3 separate regions of the Mus musculus genome follow, and all the other regions are linked to region 1. The links are chromatin contacts, called in public promoter capture Hi-C maps. All regions are on one chromosome and are shown on one strand. The core of a region is the stretch at or near the end of the contact, and the rest is flanking DNA. Distances in the headings are between cores, read along the strand shown.

Region 1 (3,630 bases), core at 553-3,052:
CTGCTTTACCGCCCATCAACACTATCACAGGGAACAAGTGTGGGGTTAGCCACTTAACAACATGGAGGAAAAGTGCTTTGGAAGCCATCAGATTCAATAATAAAGTTGCTGCCACGTGGTGGGTGCCTTCTGTGCCAGAGAGGATGACATTATTATATACAGTAGAGAAGGGGGTGGGGGGTTCCCACAATGCAGTGCAGCCTGACTTTGAACTGGTGGTCCCCCTGCCTCCGCCTGAAGAGAGCTGGGTTATGGAAGTGAGTTACTATACCCGGCTGTAATTCTTATTTTCTCTCGTTTCCTCGTGGACTCTGCCAGGTTCGGTGTCATAATCTTCATTATACTGAGAAGGCAGTATAATGAAGTAGTATTACAGTAGGCTGTGCTGCAGACCCACCACAGATGATTCCAAGCCAAACCTGCTCTCCACGGCCCCAGCCTCATCAAGAAGAATGACCATACGACGAACAACTATAATCAGTAATTGCAAATGTTGCATACTCCATTCTAACACAGACAAGTCTCCTCTCAGCACAGTGACCAACCCAGAGCACTAAATCAGTAAGATGGGGGGGGGGGGGCTACTTGAATACAGGGTTCCCCGGATTCCACTGAAGGAGGAGCAGGGTGCGGGGAGGGGGCAGCTTTCCCATTACCCGGCCCACCTTGACCGATTCTTGCCAAGAATCAGAACCAAATCCCTGGCCTTTCTCTTCCTCGCTCACAGCAAGCACAAGACGGAGAGAAAGGCGCCTGCCTGGTACTGTGTATAAAGGATTCCAACTAGACGTCAGGACGCAGTCGCTTTGCCTTGGGGCCAGTAAAAAGCTGTTCTGCTCTCTGCCCTTTGGGCCCAACCTGGCCGCAGTTTGCTAATCTGGTCGGGGGTCAGAAGTTTTCTTAGTGGCTTCCTCTTTCCGCTGAGCCTCTACCATGTCTTAGTCTCCACACACTGTTCTTTGATGCTACAGTATCTAAAAAACAAACTTCGTGTCTTTCCCAACGTGAGTCCGGCTAGACTATGGTGAAACCTTCTCTCCAGCAAGAAGACAGTCCCTGACCCTCGGGGCCTTAAACATTATTAGTCAGCCTCTGACCTCGTTAGGCACACACAGGCAAGCCTGAAACCTCTTCCCTACATACGTAGTAGCATCAGTCCCTCACCTAGCAAGTACGCTGCTGGCTTCCAAGCCCTCAAATTGTCCCCAAGGGTATTCGCAGTGAGTCCCCCTCTCAGCCAGCCACTCCCCAGTCGACCTGCTCAGAGGGGATCATGATGCCGACTACCCCCTCTCCTATGCAGTCAGAAACATCTCGCCCCGAGGTGGGCCGAGGCGAACCCTCCGCCCATGTGGCTACACAACCAGGGAAGGCCCTTGCTCCTCGGGATCTGCTCAAGTTCACCGCGCCCTCGCAATCGGATCCCACGGGCCTGACCTTGCCTCAGCTCCGGGTCGTCCAGCACGTTGTAGGCCGCATAGTCGCGAACACCGTGCAGCCGCAGAATCTGCACCACGGCGTTGCTGAAGCCGCACTGGGGCTGCTCGGGCGTCCCCTTGAGGAACACCACCACCTTGTCCTTCTTCACCAGCGCGTCCAGCTGCTCCGCCTGGCCGCCCGAGCTCGCCGCCCGCACGCCGGCTCCGGGCAGGCCACCGCCACCAGCGCTTCGCCCCCAGCGCAGCAGAGCCGCCGCCGCCCGGCTCAGGGACGCGCTCATGCCCGCTCGCTGTCCACCGCCTCTGCGGCCACTCCAGGGCTTACAGAGCCCGTGGTGTCCGGCCGGCCCACCAGAGGCTCTCATTGGACAAGCTCTGGGATGAGTCTCGTGATTGGACAATACTGGCTCAATTCCACCAATCACATCGCTTACACCGTAGGGTGGGCCTTCCCTGGGAGCCGCGTCCTACAGGCTTGCTAGTGAGCGAGGACGACCGCTTTGCGTGTTGATTGGACAAATCGGACGTCCGTCGGTGAAGGGCATGAAGAGGCGTGACTAGAGGAAGCCGGCTTTCCTCGTGCGGGCGTTCGAGGCCTGGCCGGATACGCCAAGATGATAGGGCAGGCGCGAGGCGGGGCTTCTGCCGCCCGCGGCACGCCGGGAAGGAGTCACGTCCAGACGCAGCTTCCGGTTCCTTTTGCGGTGATTGCTACGGTAACGCGGCCGGTAGTCCTGCGATGGCGTGCACCAGAGAGGAGGTGGCCTTCCATGCCTCACCGGCTGAGGCCAGCCGCGAACCTGGCGTGTCCTGGTCTGCCCGGGGCTCCAGCCTCCGACCCGCCATGCACATGGACATCCAAGCCGTGTCCTGCGGCCTCCCGTGGGATTCTTCCTCCAGAATGAGGTTTTTTTTTTTTTTAGCATAAAACTATAAGTATTGTGTATGTATGATCTGCGTGCATGCATCTTCAGAAGACGACTTTTATAAAGGGTCCGGGGATGGAACTCTAGCTTGCAGGGTAAGTCCCTTGGCACGCTGAGCCCTCTCCCTGGCCTCTAGAATGATGCTCTTCTCGTAGAAACGTGTAAAGTGCTCTAGCCGTGGGACGGCTGGCTTTGGGGTCTCGGTGACTACTGGGGTCGGGAAGGATTGAAAGAACAAGGGAATTGGTGGGTTGCCGGGCCCTGTGGCCATTGTCTGCAACGTTGCCTTGCCTCTTAAGAGGCTGAGGCAGGAGGATCAGTTGAACTCAGGAGTTCTAAATAAGCCCGAGTCAGCCCGGGCCGTACAGCAGGACCCTTTTTAAGAGGGAAAACGGAGGGTGAGGATGTAGCTCAGTAGGAAGTCGTTTTCCTAGTGTAAGCGACGTCCAGAGTTCCACCCCGTCACATGCACACAGACAGTAATAAAAGAGAGTATTCTCTTAGTGAATTCCGGTGTAGATGATGATGGCCCCAGGGTAGAGTGCTTGCTTGCACATCTGCTGGGGATGGTGCAGAAGAGTGGGCAGGCGCGTCGTTTTTTTACATGGACTTCCCCCTAGAACAGAGCCCCGGGTGTGGTCAGTTCTCCCGCCGGTAGTACGCAGATCCAGATCCTGGCCAGCAGGCCTCCGCAGCCCACTATCTAATCTGCAGTCTTGGCCCTGCGCTGGGTTAGCGGTACCCTAGAGCACACCAGACTTGCAGAGAAAGCAGACAACAGAGGAAGCTGAGGCATGCCTGCTCGAGAGGCAGCAGGCCCATGTGCAATTTTCCTCTGATAGGGCCTGGGTACTGTTGCCACGGTGATAATGGCTGTGCCGTGTCATTGTCGATCCACCAACAGTCAGAGAAGCTTGGCAGTCAAGATATTGTTTAGCAGACGGAGCGGTTTCTGTTGGACACTAAGTACTGCCACAAAACCTCGAGCGACTAAGCGTGTTGCCGGAGGTGGTCTGTTTGCACCCGGGGAGTGAATGTAAAAAATCAGAGTTCACACAGAGTGAGCCATGGGATGTGCTAAGCTGTGGCTCAGAGGGAAACCGGAGCCACTCGCTCTGAAGACAGATGGGAACCAACCGCCTGGCGGGTTCCTTGTCATTGTATTGATTCCTGGTTTTTTTATTTTTTTCTGATGGCAAGCCCCAAACTAAAATCTTGTTATTTTGCAGATCCTCTGATTCCAGGTACCATACAAAGATGTTTAC
Region 2 (3,630 bases), core at 799-3,298, 4.0 Mb after region 1:
TGCTCTGCTTGGAGCTCATGGGCTCCATCTAGATGCTTGAAAGGATTGCATTCTGGTATTTAGAAACAGCAACTGCTTTGTTTTTACATGCTTCCGAGTTTTGTTGGTGAATGATTTCAGGTATGTCTTTGCGAGCACTTGTCTCTGGTGTGGGTTAAGAAAGATCCCAGCTTCTCGCATACGTTGCTTCAGCCAGTCAGAGCAACATTGTGAGGCTGTGTTTCAAAAAAAACAAAAAAACAAAGAATTTCATCTTATTCATACAGTACGGCATTTATCTTTGCAAGCCCTTCAAGATGTGTTTTGTTATTTTGTTTAAAAAAACAAACAAACCAGCCTAGGGCTACAGACGATCAGCTTTGATAACCGACAGAGAAAGGGAGATAACCGCTGATTATTGTGAGGTGAGTGCTCAGAATGATCCCGGGGAGCAGTGCCACGCGTGAACACCGCGTCGAGGGTTTTAGACTTGCCCGGCCATTGCGTGCCTCACTGCATCCCGCCAACCTCGCGGTCCAAACGGTCCTCTCTCAGAAACTTCTCTATTTCAGGCCAAGGGAAGAAGAGGAGGAGGAGGAGGAGGGCGGGGGGAGGACGAGGAGGACGCCAGCAGCCCGCGCCCCCAGGGCCGACTGCAAAGGTCCTCCCTAAAGCGTCCGGAGAAGGCTCGCACGGGAAAGGACGAGCTCCGGGATCAGAGTCCAGTCTGGCTCCAGAAGCCGCCAACAGACTCCACACCCCTTCCCCGCCCGGAGCCGAGGTGATGACGAATTCAAAGTGCGACGGACGCACACGCAGCCCGCGCTTGCACGACAGTACGCGCAGGGCAGCGCGAGGGAGTCCCGGTCCGTCACCGGCGCGACTCGCGTCCCGCCTCCTCCGCTCCCGCCACCCCCGCAGCTCCGCGCCCGCCTCGGTGCAAGGCCTCGGCCGGAGCGAAGCTGCCGGCTCCCGTCTTGTCGCTTTAAGTGGTGGGGCTTGCGGGCCGCCCCTGCCGCTACTGCCTAGGTGGCCCCGCGCGCCGCTTTTGAGGGGCGAGCCAAGATGGCGGCGGCTTTGGCTCTGTGAGGAAGACGGAAGAGGCGGCGGAGTAGGGAAGGCGGCTTCTAAGAAGAGCCAGGGGTTCTCGGGTGGCCAGAGGCGTTCGGAGTCTCCCGGGAAGTGCTACCTCACCGGCTTCGGATGCTTTAAGCGGGAGGAGCGGAGCGGGGCTTCCTGCTGCAGCGGCTGGGCCAGGTACAAGGGAGGAAAACATGGCGGCGGCGGCCTGAGGAGGCGGCGGCGCGGGAAAGCGGCTCTGCGGAGGTCATGGTGGAGGCCGGAGCGGGTCTGTGAACCGAGCCGCACCTCGTTGGAACGGCGGGCCGGTAGGCTGCGTAGTGCTGCGCGTTCCCTGTCGGGGCTGCTGGGCGGCCGCGCTCGCTCGGCCTGGACAATAGCGCCGGGGAGAAGGAGACGAGAGAAGGCGGCGGCCCGGGGCTCGGACCCGGGAGCGGGCCATGCGAGCGGCGGCGCAGCTCCGCGGCGGCCAGCGGTGGCACTGAGGTCCCGGAGTTCCCCGTTTGCGGCCGCCCGCCTTTTCTGGACACTGTCCCTGGGCCACTCGGGCGGGGCCCCCGGCCGGCACGATGACCGACACCCGACGGCGGGTGAAGGTCTACACGCTCAACGAGGACCGGCAGTGGGACGACCGGGGTACTGGCCATGTGTCCTCCGGCTACGTGGAGAGGCTGAAGGGCATGTCCCTGCTCGTCAGGGCGGAGAGCGACGGTAAGTGACCCTCACTGGCCCCTCTCAGAGCAGTGGCGCTCGGACTGGGACGGCGGGAGTGCGGACGGGAACGCCACGGGGTACCCAAGTCCGGTGGAGCTCGGTGGAGAGCATTCGGGGTGTCCATCCTTAACCCGAAAACCTTGTGGCGTTGGGATTTCGAGCAGAGCGGAGCACGTTGCGCCGTGCTGCCTTTCCAGTGCAGAAAGGTCGGAGACCTGAGATCCTCTTTCCCCGGTGGTTTTTGCACCGTCGTGACCTTGAGAAAGGCATTTAACGGAAACGATCTGCTCCCCCCCCCCCCACACACACACACCCCTTAGTTCACCAATCTGTAAAGCAGGCATAAAACCTTGCTTGGCGCTCGTAAAGTTCATAGCTGTTGCACACTTTGAGAAAGTTCTGTTCTGGTGGGATTGTTGTTGTTTTAAACCTTTTCCACCATATCTTTCAGATTTTAGGGTCTGCAATAAGGTCTATAAATCTGGCAGTTCCACCAGACAGAGAAAATGCTGCTTTGGCTTTCGAGGACACACATGTCTTGACCGGGGTTGGTTGTCTTTTTCACAAGAAAGGGAGATGATTATTATTGTTGTTATTGTTTTGTATTTTGAGACAGGGTTTCAGTATGTAGCCCAACTATCCTGGAGCTTGCTCTATAGACCAGGCTAGCCTTGAACTCAAAGCTTGCCTTCCTCTGCCTCTCCAGTGCTGGGATTAAAGTGCTGCCACACCTGGCTAAGAAAGAAAGACTTTGTAGGTCTTCTGTGGGAACTCGTGAACCTTTGGAACATTTTATTGCAAGCTTTTCTGATTGTTTAAGCGTATGGTCCTTAGTTGGTTGAGTTGGCTGGTGGGGAGAGGTATCTTTTAACACTTGAACAAGTCCTTCTGCTTTCACCTCAAGTCTATTGAAACAGTCTTCAGTGTTCAAAGATAAGGTTGTTTGAAATAACGGTTTCACGTTTTAAAATATTCCTTTCTTAAGGGTTTGCATTCTCTGAATTTCACTCTTGGAAGAAAATACATATTGGCCAAAACTTCAAATTGTTTTTGGAGCAGAAGTATAGTTACCTTGTTGCATTAATTTGCAGTTTTACAGTTGAGAACTATTTGTAGCTGTTTCATGTCTGAAATATTGCAAATTTATTTCAAAGATTTTTTTTTTTCCCCTCTTTTTTGGACTAGACTCAGAACTCATTCCACAAAAACCAAGATTTTCCTGTCTGTGGTTGAAGACTGTAGAAACATTGATTTGAATTGAAGAATGGTTAACTTGGAGTATAATTATAAAGATTACCCCAAATAAGTTACCACTGGTAAAAAGTTACTTTCTAACATGAAAGGCAGGCAGTTTCTGGTGACTTGGAGGCCAGCCTGGGTCTACATAGAGTCCTAGATCAGCTGCAGTTACATAGTAAGACTTGGTCTGAAAATTTTTTTCTGATTACAACAGGTATATTTTCAGAGCTGGGTTCTTATTTGGCTGCTAATATACAAGTTAAATGTGTTTGTGACAGTCACGTAATCACCTCTGCATGTTTGTACATGTGGAAACTTTCCTTACAGTAAAGTGGAAGTGTGGGTTTCAGGGTTAAGCTTATTGTGAGGATGGGCTAACTGGGAATGGAATCCACACAGGGACTTGAGCATGCTAGGCAGTGCTCTACCACTGAACTGCCTCTAAGACCCAATGTAATTGTGAGATTTAACTAGATGTAAGCTTGAATTTCAGAACTAATACATGTAACCATACTCACACCAGTGTGCTTTATTTGATTATGCAAAGATCCTTCTGGTTTTTTGGAAAGAGTCTCCTGTAGTACCAGACTAGAATCAAACATTGTGTGTAGCCCAAAA
Region 3 (3,630 bases), core at 658-3,157, 3.1 Mb before region 1:
GGGCAATTTTTGACTTGCCATCGATTATTTAGCAAACAGATTTTGACAACACTAACAGCTTCTCTCTCTCTCTCTTGGTTTCTGGGACACTGCTTCTCTATGTAGCCTCGGCTGTTCTGGAACTTGATCTGTATACCAGGATGGCCTTCAATTCAGACAGATCTGCATGCCCCTGACCCCAAGTGTTCTAATTAAAGATGTGAGCCACCACTACCACCCAACTGACACTAACAATTTTAATCAAAATGTTTATCAACATTACTATTTCTCAACTATTATCATTCATTCAGCAATAGTTTACTAAGTGCCATATAATGTTCTAGGTATTGAGGCTTGAAATCACTACACTTTCATGGAATCACTCATAAAAAAAAAGTTAAAGACACCCACAACTGCAAAATGCTGGCCAATTATTCTTTAAACAACATATATCAAGATACCACCTGTGTGAGGTTTGTCTTTAAAACCTAAAAGGCCAGTCTTTAGCTAAGACTCATGGCACATGACTTTTTAATTTTAAGTCCAGCATTCTGGAGGCAGAGGCAGGAAGATATCTTTGCGCTGGAGGCCAGCCTAGTTTACAGAGAGAGCTACACACCAGCCAGGGTTACGTAGGAAGACAGCCAGTCTGTGATAACTGATTTTAAACACTGAGTGACTTATGGAAAGCTGTGTTTTATTGGTAGTCCAAAGTTAAGAACACCACCAAGAATACATTAGGCAGGTTAAACTGCTTAAACGTTTTCAGATTAACATATACATGTTATTTCTCAACTTAATAAAGATCAGTTCCCCTAACACCGAGGCAAACAAGCACTCAGGAGAGGATGACGTCTGGGTAAGAACGAGTCTTATCGAGGAAGTCCCTTTTCATTCCTGGTCCTACCTGAGTTCCGTGGTTCAAGAGTCACGGAACACTTTCCAAAGCCTCAATCCTACTTAACAGAGGGATCCACAAGCCGTGGGTGACCGGGTCGGTCTGAGGCAGGGTCTGTGCGTGTAAGCCCCGCCACCCTTTTATTCCTCGGCTAGGAATCCCCCAAACCGCAACCACTTTCCTCTGCGAGGTCAGCTTCCAGTTCCAGGCATTAGCGGCGCACCCCAGAGGACCCGACCCTGTCCCGAAGCTCCCTCGCCGCCAACCCCGCGTCGCCTGCTAATTTCAACGTGCATCAGGGATTCCAAGGAGGGCGGTGGAATCCGGGAAGCCGGACTCTTCCGTAGAACCCAGGCAGCTGGAAAATACCCTCCTCGGACCACCAGGAGCGCAGACGGTGGGCGGCGCTGCCCGCGGCCAGCTAGATACTCACCCCTCGCCTCAGGCAAAACCCTCAGCGACGTCTCTCCTTCCTGACAGCAGCCATCTTGGAGGTGGAATGTCGGGGAACTACGTCATTTCCCTGCGTCTCGGGACGTTAAGAAGCGGCCGGAGGGGGCGGCGAAAGTCAGGTGCCTGTCAACCAATTAGAAGAAAGTAAAGCTAAAAAAAAGAAAAAAAGTAACAAGTCAACAGTCGCCGCTCCGCCTACCCTGCGGCCTTGTGGACTGCGGCCCGTAGGGGGAGGGGAAACACTCGCACACACCCTCCCATCGCCCCACCCCCTTGGCGAAAGGGAGTTCGGGAGCAACCGAACCTGTTAACGGAACTTCGGCCCGGAGGCGGAGCCAGGGCTCCCGTCGTTCAATCACAGCGCGAGATCTAACCAATCGAGTCTTCGGATACGGCTCCGCCCCGGTTGCTGATGTCCAATGGCTGATCAGCACCCTGGCTGGCGGGCGGATGGGCGGCGGGGCGGAGCCGCGCCGAGGCGTGTTAGGTGCGGGCCAATGAACGGCGGCGGCGGCCCGTGGGCGGGGCCCAGGGGCGGGCGGAGCCGGGTTGGGCCTAGGCGGCGGGGCTGTCTCTGGCTGCCGTCCAGCCCCTCCCGTCCGGCCGCCGCCGCCACCGCCGCCGCCGCCGCCTGGGGGTTGGTTGAGGCGGACGGTGGGGTCCCGGCCGGAGTGTGGCGCCGCCGCTGCGCGAAGACGAAGCGGGCAGGTGAGTGCGGACGGCAAGCACCCGCGTGCGGCCCGCGGGCTGAGGGGACGGGGTTCCACCGCTCCTTAAGGAGGTGAGGCCGAGCGTGCGGACTCCGAGGTCCGGTGCTCGGCCGCGACCGAGTTCTCAGGGCCTGGGAGGCTGTGGGCTCCGAGGCCCGGCAGGCCCGGTCCCTGAGGGGACTGGCGAGCGTCTGCAGCTTCCCTCTTCCACCGGGACGGGGGCAGGCGGCAGGTTCAGGGCGCGGCCTGGGCGCGGCCTGGGCGCCGCCCTCGGGTACGGCCGGGGCCCGGAGTGCGCGCGGGGCGCTGGGACTGCGTGCGGCGGGCTGCAGCCTTGGTTTCCTTCCTCCGGTGGCAGGCGCACGCGGCTTGGGGCCGAGGCCCCTCTGCAGCTCTCTGTTGCCCACGGGGAGCCCGGCCCCCGCGCCTTGTCCTCCACTGCCCGCTCGCAAAGGCGGGCGTAGAAAATAGGTCAGGTTTCTTCCCACGCGCCCCTGGCCGAGGTCCACACGCGACGAGCGCGCTGCGAGAGAGAAGCGGTCCGTGCTCTCGGAGTTTGCCATTCCGATTTTCAACTCTTCCTTCTTGCGGCTGCAGCCTGGGCATGCGACTCTGCCTCTTCTCCCCGCCTGCCACTCTTGGAGAAGGAGCTGATTAGTGACGTGCGCCACTGGCTGCCGAGGGGCCTCACCCCCTCCGCGTCGTGTCGGGAGAGGACGTTGGTGCGTTTCTGGAGGGGTGCACGCGTAAAGATGACTCGGGACATGCTGTAATCCATTTCTAAACGAAAACGGTGTTGTTACCGAAGTAAACACATTTGAACAGGATGTTGACAGCCATCTTGCCTTTGCAGACCCTTAGAAGATTGAGGTTTTACTGATAGATGTAACAGAACTGCATCCAGGAAGGCTGAGGCAGGGAATCCGGAGTTTCAGGCCTGCCAGAGCTACATAGGGAGACCCTTTCAAAAAACACACAAAAACTAAAACCAGACTTGGACACTGAAAGTGTGGGTTTTTCATATGTGATACTGTTCCCATTTCCCTTTCAAAGGCGATGCTGAGGGTGTTTTTAAAATGAGTTTTAAACAGTGATAGTCTTGGGGAGTTTTAAGTGAACGCACCCTTAAAATACAGCAGTATAAAAGGACATTTCCTCCCCAAGTTAAAAAGTTTGTCTAGACTCACTGGAACCTACAGTGTGTATGTAGGCTCCTACCTGTAGAGGCTCACTTTATAGATGGGTCTCTGGGGCGCCATGATTGATATTTTGGTGGAATTCCAGCCATTTGGGAAGGAGTTTTTCTAGGGCTTAAGAAAACAGTTTGCAAAACCAAGTTCTGAAAAGCTACAGAAAAAAAGAACATCTTACTGGGACTCTAAACAACCTTGGTCTTTATTGCCCCTACCTTCTTTTTACCGTGCGTTCCTTTCTCTTTTGAGATATTACTAATATCTGGATATGCAACTCTAGTTCCCTTGGAGGGAAGTAGTTGCTATTTCTCCCTCCTTTTTCACTGTGCAAACATCTCAGTGGAGCTATGCTGGACTTGAAGATCCAAACATTGTGCTGATGTGGGTTCTAGCAATG

What was found. Promoter capture Hi-C pulls out the DNA fragments that hold promoters and counts their contacts. Capture Hi-C pulls out chosen DNA fragments and counts their contacts.
Region 2: a promoter capture Hi-C map of liver shows a contact between it and region 1, with 3 times the contacts expected there. The contact joins the promoter of D130020L05Rik here to the promoter of Glrx5 in region 1.
Region 3: a promoter capture Hi-C map of liver shows a contact between it and region 1, with 2.7 times the contacts expected there. The contact joins the promoter of Setd3 here to the promoter of Glrx5 in region 1. A contact is called at or near these places in 1 of 39 promoter capture datasets (pre-B cells) and 1 of 9 other capture datasets (liver).

What each region holds. Positions count from the first base shown.
Region 1 is chr12:105,030,790-105,034,419 of GRCm38.p6, reverse strand. It overlaps Glrx5 (glutaredoxin 5), which reads right to left and starts at 1,802. Exons shown (of 2, transcript NM_028419.3): 1 at 1,438-1,802. The coding sequence starts at 1,720. Snhg10 (small nucleolar RNA host gene 10) reads left to right here and starts at 2,141. Exons shown (of 2, transcript NR_003145.3): 1 at 2,141-2,460; 2 at 3,595-3,630. Gm46374 (a long non-coding RNA gene) reads left to right here. Exons shown (of 3, transcript XR_003950254.1): 2 at 319-561; 3 at 728-1,442. It overlaps Mir3069 (microRNA 3069), which reads left to right and starts at 3,279; the gene lies at 3,279-3,343. It also overlaps Scarna13.
Region 2 is chr12:101,080,869-101,084,498 of GRCm38.p6, reverse strand. D130020L05Rik (RIKEN cDNA D130020L05 gene) reads right to left here and starts at 2,048. Exons shown (of 2, transcript NR_038050.1): 1 at 1-2,048. Ppp4r3a (protein phosphatase 4 regulatory subunit 3A) reads left to right here and starts at 797. Exons shown (of 15, transcript NM_211355.2): 1 at 797-1,770. The coding sequence starts at 1,629.
Region 3 is chr12:108,177,561-108,181,190 of GRCm38.p6, reverse strand. It overlaps Setd3 (SET domain containing 3), which reads left to right and starts at 1,907. Exons shown (of 13, transcript NM_028262.3): 1 at 1,907-2,038. Ccnk (cyclin K) reads right to left here and starts at 1,453. Exons shown (of 12, transcript NM_009832.2): 1 at 1,311-1,453.